Regions from separate parts of the Mus musculus genome. Here all the other regions are linked to region 2. Evidence: chromatin contacts called from public promoter capture Hi-C data. All regions are on one chromosome and are shown on one strand. Each heading gives the region's core, a stretch centred on a gene start, on an enhancer-like site or on the middle of the called end of the contact. The rest is flanking DNA. Distances are from core to core; before and after follow the strand shown.

Region 1 (3,310 bases), core at 769-3,268, 410 kb before region 2:
AGTTTATTGATCTACATGTACCTAAACATGGACTTTTACATAAAAGGCATCCAGTAAACATGATTTTACCCTATCTTGTGGCAACTTTTTCAACCCCAAATCTTTCCTCAGTACTAAGGCTGTACATTCTTGCGGGCATCACAGTAATTGTCACGGTTTCCTTTCTATCCCTGTGATAAACACCATGACCAAAATCAACTTGGGGAAGACAGCGCTTATGTCAACATATAGTTTACAACCCATCATGATGGGAAGTCAGAGCGGGAGCTCCAGGTACCTATGAAGCACAGAACATAGAGAAATGCTGATTATTGGTTTACTCCGTTTGTTTTCTTGTACATTATAGGACCACCAAACAACAGATGCAACCACTCACAGTGGGCAGAGCCCTCCCAAATCTATCATGATACCTCACGGGCTTAGCTACAGGCTAATCTGGTGGAGGTATTTAATTTTCAACTGAGAGTCCCTCTTCTCAGATTTGACTCCAGATTGTATCAAACTGACAAAAGAACTGACTGGCACAGTGACTACAGTGGGCATGTGAGAGCAATTGTTCCAGTGCCTTCCTCCATTGGTAGCTGCTTTACCTCTTGCTGAGAGGAGCAGCAGCTTGCCTGAAAAGCTCAACGCCTTCCTAATCCACTCCTGAGATGAAGGGTCTGGACTGTGTGGTGGTTGGTTTTGGTTGATAGCTGTATGGATGGTTAGAGAATTAGTAAAGCACACTCGGGAGAGTGTCTTGTGGGTGTCTCTAGAGATGACTGGCATGTAAGTTATCAGACTGAGTGGAGAAGTTTCATCCTGAACACATATGACATCATTCGATAGTCTAGGAGCCATGATGGAATGCAAAAGAGGAAAAATGAGAAAACTGTGTGTCCACCGGATGCACTGCCTTGCGCATATTCATGTCTTACTACTGAGGATGCTACACTGCAGATTCTTCAGCCTTTGAACATGAACCTGCATAAGTGGCTCTCCAGGTGGCTTTCAGGCCTTCAGTATCAGACTGAGAATTTATCTTTGGTCCTGAGCTGCTTCCTATTCCTCTTGCCCCTCAGCTTACAGGCAGCCACAATAGGTTCTATGACCCCAGCTCCTATCTCCTCTTTCACCTCTGTATTCTACTGGGTGCGATCCTCTAAAGAACCATGACTTGTGCAGATGGAGAAGGATGAACACATTTCACATGTTACAGAGGTCACTGACTTTATCTACAACCCTGAGGGAACCCACTTTCCCACAACCACCTCAGCTGTACATCTTATTCATCTTTGCGATCTTTTATAACTCAAATACTCAAACTCCTTTTTTGCTTGGGGGTCTTTTGTATGGTTTTTTAGGGGTAAGGTTGGAAAGGTTACTTACGTATCTAGGCTATCCTCAGACTTAGAATTCTCTGCTTCAGCCTTCCAAGTCCAGGAATTACAGACAGGCAACAGCATACCTGTATTGTTTTTATGCAGGTAAGTTAAGCACATTTTTTTCATGGATCTCTTGAATATCCAGGCTTACAGTTTTTAAAGCACACAATCTATTGTGAAAATAGGAGTGTATAGGCACTAGGTCAATTGTTCTCAACCATTCCCGACCCCCACAGGAGTTACCAAGGACATCTTGCATATCAAATGTTTGCATTACTATTCACACCAGTAGCAAATTTACAGTTATGAAGTAGCAACAATATAACACAAGGAACTGCATTAAAGGGTCACAGCTTTAGGGAGGTTGAGAAATACTGGACTGAGTAGTTATCAGTGGGAGCACCTTTTAAAATAGGCTCTGAGCTAGTGAATTGCCAATCTTTTCACAACATATAAAGAGTGAGATCAGGAGAAATATATCTTATGCATTTCTGCAGATGTGTGCCATCTCTCTTCTGAGGTACTCGGTGTTCTCAGTTCACATCCCTACCTCAGTTATACTGCCTGCACAAGACGGATAATAGGACACACTTGTGCTCCTCTCCCCTGAATATTAGTGTTAGTCACATCCTGGTTAGAAACCAGAAATCTTGATTGCACAACCCAAAACTTTTTTTCGCCAGATTCAAGTTGGGCTGTCAGGGCTTACATAGCATCTGGGTTTCTACTGAGAAACTTCACTCAGGGTACCAATCCTCCTGAGGTCAGCTCTTTGCATCACATTCATTTTCTCTCTCTCTTAAAATGTCACTTTCCTCCCTCAATGCTGGTAATCACACCCAGGACCTTGCTTTTAAGTGTTCCACTACAAAGCCAAATCTCCACTTTATATTTTATTTAAAAGATAATTAGAAAATGATACAAGTCTTGGTTTGCACATAGAGATGGAAAGACATGAGTTTCTTGCCCTTGGGAAAACCAGAATGTACTCATCAATACCACACTGTCTTATTTTCTACATCTGTTTCCTCTTGTGTATCTCTCTGGATGCGAATGCAGAGAGCTTGTGTCCCCACTTCCCGGATAGAGAAGCAGCAACTCAAGTGACAGGCGGTGACATTTACATGGTAGATTTAGATCAAATGGAGTCACGCTGACATCTGGTGCAGAATTCCCCTGCAGCTATGTGCCAAGGAAATAATGTGTGCTGCTGACTGTCTTTTCTGTGCTGCTGCTTGCATCCAAGGTTACCCCCTGACCCAATCAATGAAAGAAGCCACAACCCCACATAGCCTATGGCTGACCCCAGCCTTCTCTTAGTCCATTCCACAAGGACTTTGTGAAATCTACCCACATCTCAGTTTTAAAAACCATGATTAAGGAGTGCCATCAGCCAAAAGCTTATTCTTACTCAGGGCAGGGGGCAGCTACAGTTCTGTCTTCTTCCCACTATATTTTTGGTCAATGGAGTTGGGTGATGAGGCAAATTAAATATCTGATCAATAAATCTTGCAGTGACCCCAAGGCCATTATTCAACTCTCTTGTTTAATAAATACAGATTCATGTCAGAACTTAACTGTGTAATTGCTGGCCAATCAATAAATATTTGCCTAGGGGTAGTGTGGGGAATAGATGAGGCCACTGAAGGATATGAGACGCCTCATTTTTAAGGAGCTCATAACCCAGGCAGGAAGGAAAATCATCACCACATGAAAAGGCCACCACCACACACAGTGTGAACATCTGTACTTGATTGAGGGGAGAAAACTGCTTTCCCCCCAGAGTGGGACTCTGCTGGAAATGCTATAAACATCTTCAGTGAATCGATTCCCACCACTGCAAGGACTGTTGTTTTCCCTTAACCCACAGGAAATTCAATAAATAAAAGAGACTTTAACTGGGATCAGGAAAAAGACAGGGTTTTTTTGTGTCAGTTCAGGGA
Region 2 (2,854 bases), core at 44-2,543:
GCAAACATAATGGGGCTCAATTAAACTATTATATAATAATTAATGTAATTAGTAGTCAGATGAATGAAGTAAAAATAAAAGTCAAAGTTCACTGGGTACATTTTCAGCACTTAAGTGTCTATACTGAATTTTTACAGAAACTGCGTCTCACAATGCAGCAGTTTAGTATGTACCTCTAGTCCCTCTCGATAATTAAAATCTGTTCTTGGTACAGATCTTTCACTTTCAAATGGGAGAAAAAAAAGAAGAGGCACACGTAATTTCTACCGCTGTCATAAACAGCTGAATCATTCGCATAATCAACAGCCCAGAATTCTTCCACAAGCTCTCAGGGCAGGTTTTGCTTTTTGAAAGCTCAGAATGTAAACCAAACCCTTCCCTACCAAGATATGTAAGAATTAACAAAATCACGGGATTCCCAAAGGATACTCTGACTTTAAAAAGGAGCAATGTTACATACAGTTCATCAAACGGGAAGCCTGAACTACGGATACAAGTCACTCTGGCAAATGAAAAACACACCAAGGAGGATATGATTTCAAGGCCCTTGAGCCAAGGCCAGCGGGCAAGTGCCCGGGATACAGGGGCGCAGACTTCGCGCTCCCCACGAGCCACCAGCTGCTGCCAAACTCCAGGTTGAATTCCAGAACCTCACAGTCCTGGCTCCCCCGGGGGATTTACGGGCCCAACCAGGGGAAATGAATAAATCTGGTCCACCAGGAGGGGTGGCATCCTTGAAGAGGCAGCTTGGCGCGGACCCTGGAGCTAGCACCGGACCGTTGGCGACGCATGGGACTTGGGGGACCACAGAGATCTCCGAGGACGCGTAGGTGTTCTGGGTTGTTTAAGGGTGCCTGGGGATTGTGAGCTAGAGGTTCTCCGGGTGTGGGTGAGGGGTGTCCAAGGCCTGAGGATCCCCAAAAGGTTCTGGGGCTTGCAGTGTGTGCTGACTGGAGAGACACCCCAGACACGGCCCAAGGGATGCGATGAGGCCCTGGATGCTACGGGACCCAAAACAGAGCGTGGGCCACTGGGAATCCCGTAACCCTAAGCAGTTGCGCGGGGTACTCTGCGGTGGCAGCCGGCTGGGCAGGGGATCGGGCACCAAGACCCCTAAGGGCAAGACCTCTGGCGCTCACCCGAACAACCCTCGGAGGAAAGAGTGGGAAGCCTTCACTCGCTTCTCGGCCTCCGCCATAAGCTGGACCGCTTCTCGCTCCTTCCCTGCGTTGTCCATGTCACCCGCTGCAGCCAAAGCCTCCTCTGCTGACTAGCTAGGCTCCCGGGACGACTTAGCCCTCCCTCCAGCAGGTGCGGACACGCAGGCGCGGCACGCGTGGCCTTTCGGGATCTGTAGTCCTACATTCCACCTTAATGCCAGTTTGTCAGAGACCACAACTACAGTTCCCAGCAGGCTGCTGGGCAGGGCCGGGCGTTCTCCCGGACTCCCTGGAGGAGGGGGAAGGGGCGTGGCCTTCTGGAGGGGTCTTGGGCCTTGGACCCTTGGAGGTAGACTTCAAGGTTGAGAGAGAGAAAGAAAGAGAGAGAGAGACAGAGATAGAGACAGAGACAGACAGAGAGAGGGAGACAGAGAGACACTCTACAAGCAATACTGCAAAATTTAATCTAATGCAGCAGTTCAGCTCAATTTAGTCAACCATGTGGTGCCCCACCTCCCAACTCTGCCAGAAAAGCAGCAACAGCTGGCCTAAAGAGCTATTTTTAATTTCTGACAGCAAGACATTAAAAATGCATCATCATCCCCAATATAAATTCAGAGTTGATTTTAAGCGTCCCCAAACTACAACTTTCCATTTGGTCCTCTTGTTTAAAAATGGATTGCATATCTTTCCTGTAGGCACAATCTACTCTTGTTATTGACTGAATTCTATTAAATGGCTATAAGCCAGTGAACTCTCTTATGCTTTACATAATGCTGGCTATAGTGGGTGGATCTTGACAAAATTCCTGTCTGCCAGGAAGACTTCTAATCTACTAAATATCCATAGATAGATGCAATCCTGTGCCAGTGACTTCTAGGCCTGTCCCAGAGGGAGGTGTTTTTTAATACAATGTCTAGACCATTTATGCTTGGCAGTGCTACTTCTTAGGTGGTGCAGCAAATAGAATTACTGCCAAATGAGAGTTTCTGATGATTTAAAACTCTTCATGAATACGCTGTAGGAACTGGCAAGCAGAATTTGTCTAAGAAAATGAAGCCTGTTTTCAGAGAACATAGCAAGAGCGTTTAAACTCCTGGAAACAAGCTACCAAAACTGATGTCACAGTGTGGCATGATCCAACCATAGCAGGATGCTCTCAAGATAGAGGGGAATATCGGCTCTTGGTGCATAGTTTTTTTTACAACTACTATGAGCTTGTTTTTTTGTTGTTGTTTTTTTTTTCACTTTGGAGAACTGATTTGCAAGTTTGGAGCAGGAGGGTAGACGGAGGTAGGAAATTGGAGGTGGCAGTGGATGTTGGATTGAAGAGAGAAAAATTGCAAAAAGTGAACCAACATTGGCATTTGAAAAGGAGTCAGTTGGGGAATTTGGTGGATTGAGTCAACTCCTAAGCATCATGGGCAGCAGCAGTGTGTTGATCAGAGCAATTCCCAACCCTGGCTGAATGGAACAACTCTGCAGGATAGTCAAGAAATATTGATCCCTCTGCCACTAGTCTTTGGTGTCCAGATCTCCACTCTACCCTATTCTGGAGTTAATCATTCTAAATTCTAAAGCTTTGGATGAAAAGGAACCAGAATACATTCTCCCAAAGCACACCTCAAAAACCAGACATTTCACTCATCTGCCTTTAATGGATGCTCATTCATTCAGACTGTGGCACCTACCTT
Region 3 (3,047 bases), core at 535-3,034, 360 kb before region 2:
TTAGCTCATCCACAGTTAGCCCTGACTGTTCAGACCTGGGAATAGCATCCTACTTGCAGAAAAACATGTCCTAAGGCTATGAAACATTTCTGAATTTATCAATTTCACCTGATGCTTTTACTTTTGTATTTTATGTGTGTGTGTGTGTGTGTGTGTGTGTGTGTGTGTGTGTGTGTGTGTGTGTGTATGTGTGTGTGTATGGCTCAGCTGGTACCCAATCCACCTTTCTCTTTGTCTTAACGATGGTACTATTGATGTGGTTCTACACGTGCTCAGTAGAGAGTTCCAGGCAATGAATTCAAATATGAGGCTACTAAGAAAATAGTTCAGAAGGAAAATCTGGATTTATTTGAACGTAGGGATTAACTCTGGAACCTGTTAGGAAGCTTCTTTACCATTGACCTATATCCTCCGTCTTTTTGTTTAAATTACTTTTTTACTTAGGGACAAGAAATTCTCATTCTGTCCAGGTTGGTCTTGAACTTGGTATCACAATCAATCCAAACTTATGATCCTTCTACCCCAACCAGTAGCTGGGATTTCAGGTCCATACTCCGAAGCCCAGTAAGAAAATCTGAATTTATTAAACGTATAATATCTTGCTCAAAACTGTAAAATGACTCAGTTGGCTGCCATTCACATTGCCCTCATTACACCTCTGCACCACAAACTTCTTTCTAGCAGGTCTCTTAGAGAACCTGAGAAACTAAGACACCCACGGTCACATTAAAAGCTTGGAGCTGTTCTCCTCTCTAACACTCATTTGATGATTGACTACTTTATGCTCACACTGGTGGACAGAACAATGACCACCAAGCTTCCTGCTGTAAGAGTCAAGGTCTGTAAGTACGCAAACATGCCGTGTTGAGTCATCTTAACTCAAGGAGCAGAAGGTAGGTCTAGCCTCAGCTGAGAGGTGACAAAGCTTTTCGATTAAGTGGTTGCTTGTACAGCAACAGGAAATGGCAGTTGGAAGTAGCGTGTAGGTGTAAGCTTAAGAAAATGAAGTATGTGGTGTAATATATGCAAAGGTCCTGTGGTGGGAGAGGGCTGGCTTAGCTTGGCTAGGATATCACTCAATTGTTTGGGGAGCTTAGGATACAGTGATCAAAGGTTCCAAAAGACAACGCAGTGAACAAGGTTGTGCGGGTCCAGGTAACAGAGCCTTGAGAGGCCCCACAGATTCTTGGCCCAATAGAGAGACAAATAACAAATATCTTGTTTTCAGTCTTCAGTTTTAAGTTATCTGGAGTTAAGGCAAGTTCTTTCACCAGCAACAGACAACTTTGAGAAGGTACCCTTCATGGGTCCTTGCCCACAGACCACCAGGGGGCAGCACGTTATCATGGCCAGAGCTGTTGAGGTAGGGGCTCCATGAAGACAACAGTGTTGCCAAATCTGGGAAGAGCAAAGACAGACAGTGTCTACTGAGATGCCTGTGCTTGGTTGCTTCAGAACCCAAAGTCAGTCTAAATGTGAGGCTCTGTTACCCAGACTGGAGCCTGTCCTCAGCAGTTTATCTGACAGTTCATCCTATAATGAACCCTAGATGTTGCCCTTGGGCTCTCTATCCAGGCCTCACACATGTAGCCACCAAAACAACTCCAAACCTGCTAAAAATAGCTTCTGAAAGAGAAACCGCCCAAGCCACCGACCACACTGGTACAACAGAGGCACTATGAGACCCTGAACGGACATCACAAAAGCCAGGGGGCAACCAGTCCAATTGGATGAACTATCCAGCCAAGTCTCCTGTTTCAGTCTCACCGGCAGAAGAGGAAGTGATACTTCACAGGCCATGTTCCTCGCTGGAACACCTCTTCGGTTAAATCGCTGCCATGGGAGCTGGGGACTTTACTCAGCAGCAGAGCATGTGCCTAGCATTCAGGATCTGATACCTTGGTTGGGGTCTGAAATCTGGTGCTGAAAAATAAAATCTGTAAGTGTGCCGGGATTTCAGTTCACATTTCTTTCTCTCTCTCTCTCTCTCTCTCTCTCTCTCTCTCTCTCTCTCTCTCTCTCTCTCTCTCTCTCTCTCTTTCTCTCTCTTTCTCTCTCTCTTTCTCTCTCTCTCTCTCTCTCTCTATGTCTCTATGTCTCTGTCTGTCTCTCTGTCTCTGTCTCTGTCTCTCTGTCTCTGTCTCTGTCTCTCTCTCTCTCTCTCTCTCTCTCTCTCTCTCTCTCTCTCTCTCTCAGTACATTGAGTTAATGGACAGCCTTTTATCTCCACTATCCCCATACCCCATCAAGCTACTGGCTTTACCCAAAGAAAGATATGGTCAACTGCTAAGTGTTCTTCCAAAAGTAATGTGAGGAGAATTCAGCCTCACCAAAACAAACAAACAAACAAACAAAAAACCTTCATAACCACAGACATCCGAATGGCTTTTATTTGTGTGTGCTCAGCTGCTAGAGTTCAGTCTAGATAAAATTGAATGTCTGTTTTATCCTATATTGCTTTACTATCTGCCTGATTTTCTGAGTGCCTCCCATTATACTAAGTACTTTGTTCCAGACATTGTATTATTGCTAAAAATTCTATCTCTTATATATATATTTTTTATTTCTCCACTAGAAATTCTGCATTTTAAACTATGAGCATATTTTCCTTTACAATGTGGAGTATAGTCTCAGTAAGACTTCAGCATCCACAACTGTAATTCCAGTGCAGGAACTGGCATTGTGCTCTCAGATGTCATTTTCCTTGTTCTCTGTGTATTGAGAATTTGCTACTGTGTCCAGAGCAGGGGAGAAGTCAATCACAGTCTTTGAAGAGTGCTAATGTTCTTTGTTTTAAAATGATAGTGATCTGGGGATGCTTGCCACCCTCACAACTGTGTGCAGCTCCGAGATCTGGCAGAGAGGTAGCAAGGCTTACACACAGAACCAGGACCCCGTTTTCCAAAATGTCTTCTCAGATTGTACCTTTCAGTCACTCTGAACTTTGGCATCTGGTTTTTCAACCTAGGGAGAAAGCAAATCATGACATGGAGTTTTATCCTTCTGATGGCACAGGCCAGGCCTTCCCTATCTCCCCACATTTTCCC

What was found. Promoter capture Hi-C pulls out the DNA fragments that hold promoters and counts their contacts.
Region 1: a promoter capture Hi-C map of pre-B cells shows a contact between it and region 2, with 2.5 times the contacts expected there. The contact joins the enhancer-like site here to the promoter of Napb in region 2. A contact is called at or near these places in 7 of 39 promoter capture datasets (the C10 cell line, the HPC-7 cell line, HPC-7-derived erythroid cells and 3 more), 1 of 115 datasets of contacts at active chromatin or transcription factors (bone marrow-derived macrophages) and 1 of 9 other capture datasets (liver).
Region 3: a contact with region 2 is called in a promoter capture Hi-C map of the C10 cell line, with 3 times the contacts expected there. The contact joins the enhancer-like site here to the promoter of Napb in region 2. A contact is called at or near these places in 6 of 39 promoter capture datasets (the C10 cell line, the HPC-7 cell line, hematopoietic stem and progenitor cells and 2 more), 1 of 15 datasets of contacts at CTCF or cohesin (large pre-B cells) and 2 of 115 datasets of contacts at active chromatin or transcription factors (bone marrow-derived macrophages and large pre-B cells).

The regions. Positions count from the first base shown.
Region 1 is chr2:148,323,538-148,326,847 of GRCm38.p6, forward strand. No RefSeq gene overlaps it. Among named protein-coding and RNA genes, the nearest start is that of Gm39957, 67 kb to the right of the region's middle. Within about 2 kb of position 2,019, at least 17 of the 459 cell types and tissues checked have an H3K27ac peak or open chromatin away from gene starts, as enhancers often do. A contact at or near this core is called in pre-B cells, where this site is marked.
Region 2 is chr2:148,731,127-148,733,980 of GRCm38.p6, forward strand. It overlaps Napb (N-ethylmaleimide sensitive fusion protein attachment protein beta), which reads right to left and starts at 1,294. Exons shown (of 11, transcript NM_019632.3): 1 at 1,140-1,294. The coding sequence starts at 1,237.
Region 3 is chr2:148,374,192-148,377,238 of GRCm38.p6, forward strand. It overlaps Gm39957 (a long non-coding RNA gene), which reads right to left. Exons shown (of 3, transcript XR_866841.1): 3 at 2,139-2,964. Among named protein-coding and RNA genes, the nearest start is that of Gm39957, 16 kb to the right of the region's middle. Within about 2 kb of position 1,785, at least 37 of the 459 cell types and tissues checked have an H3K27ac peak or open chromatin away from gene starts, as enhancers often do. A contact at or near this core is called in pre-B cells, where this site is marked.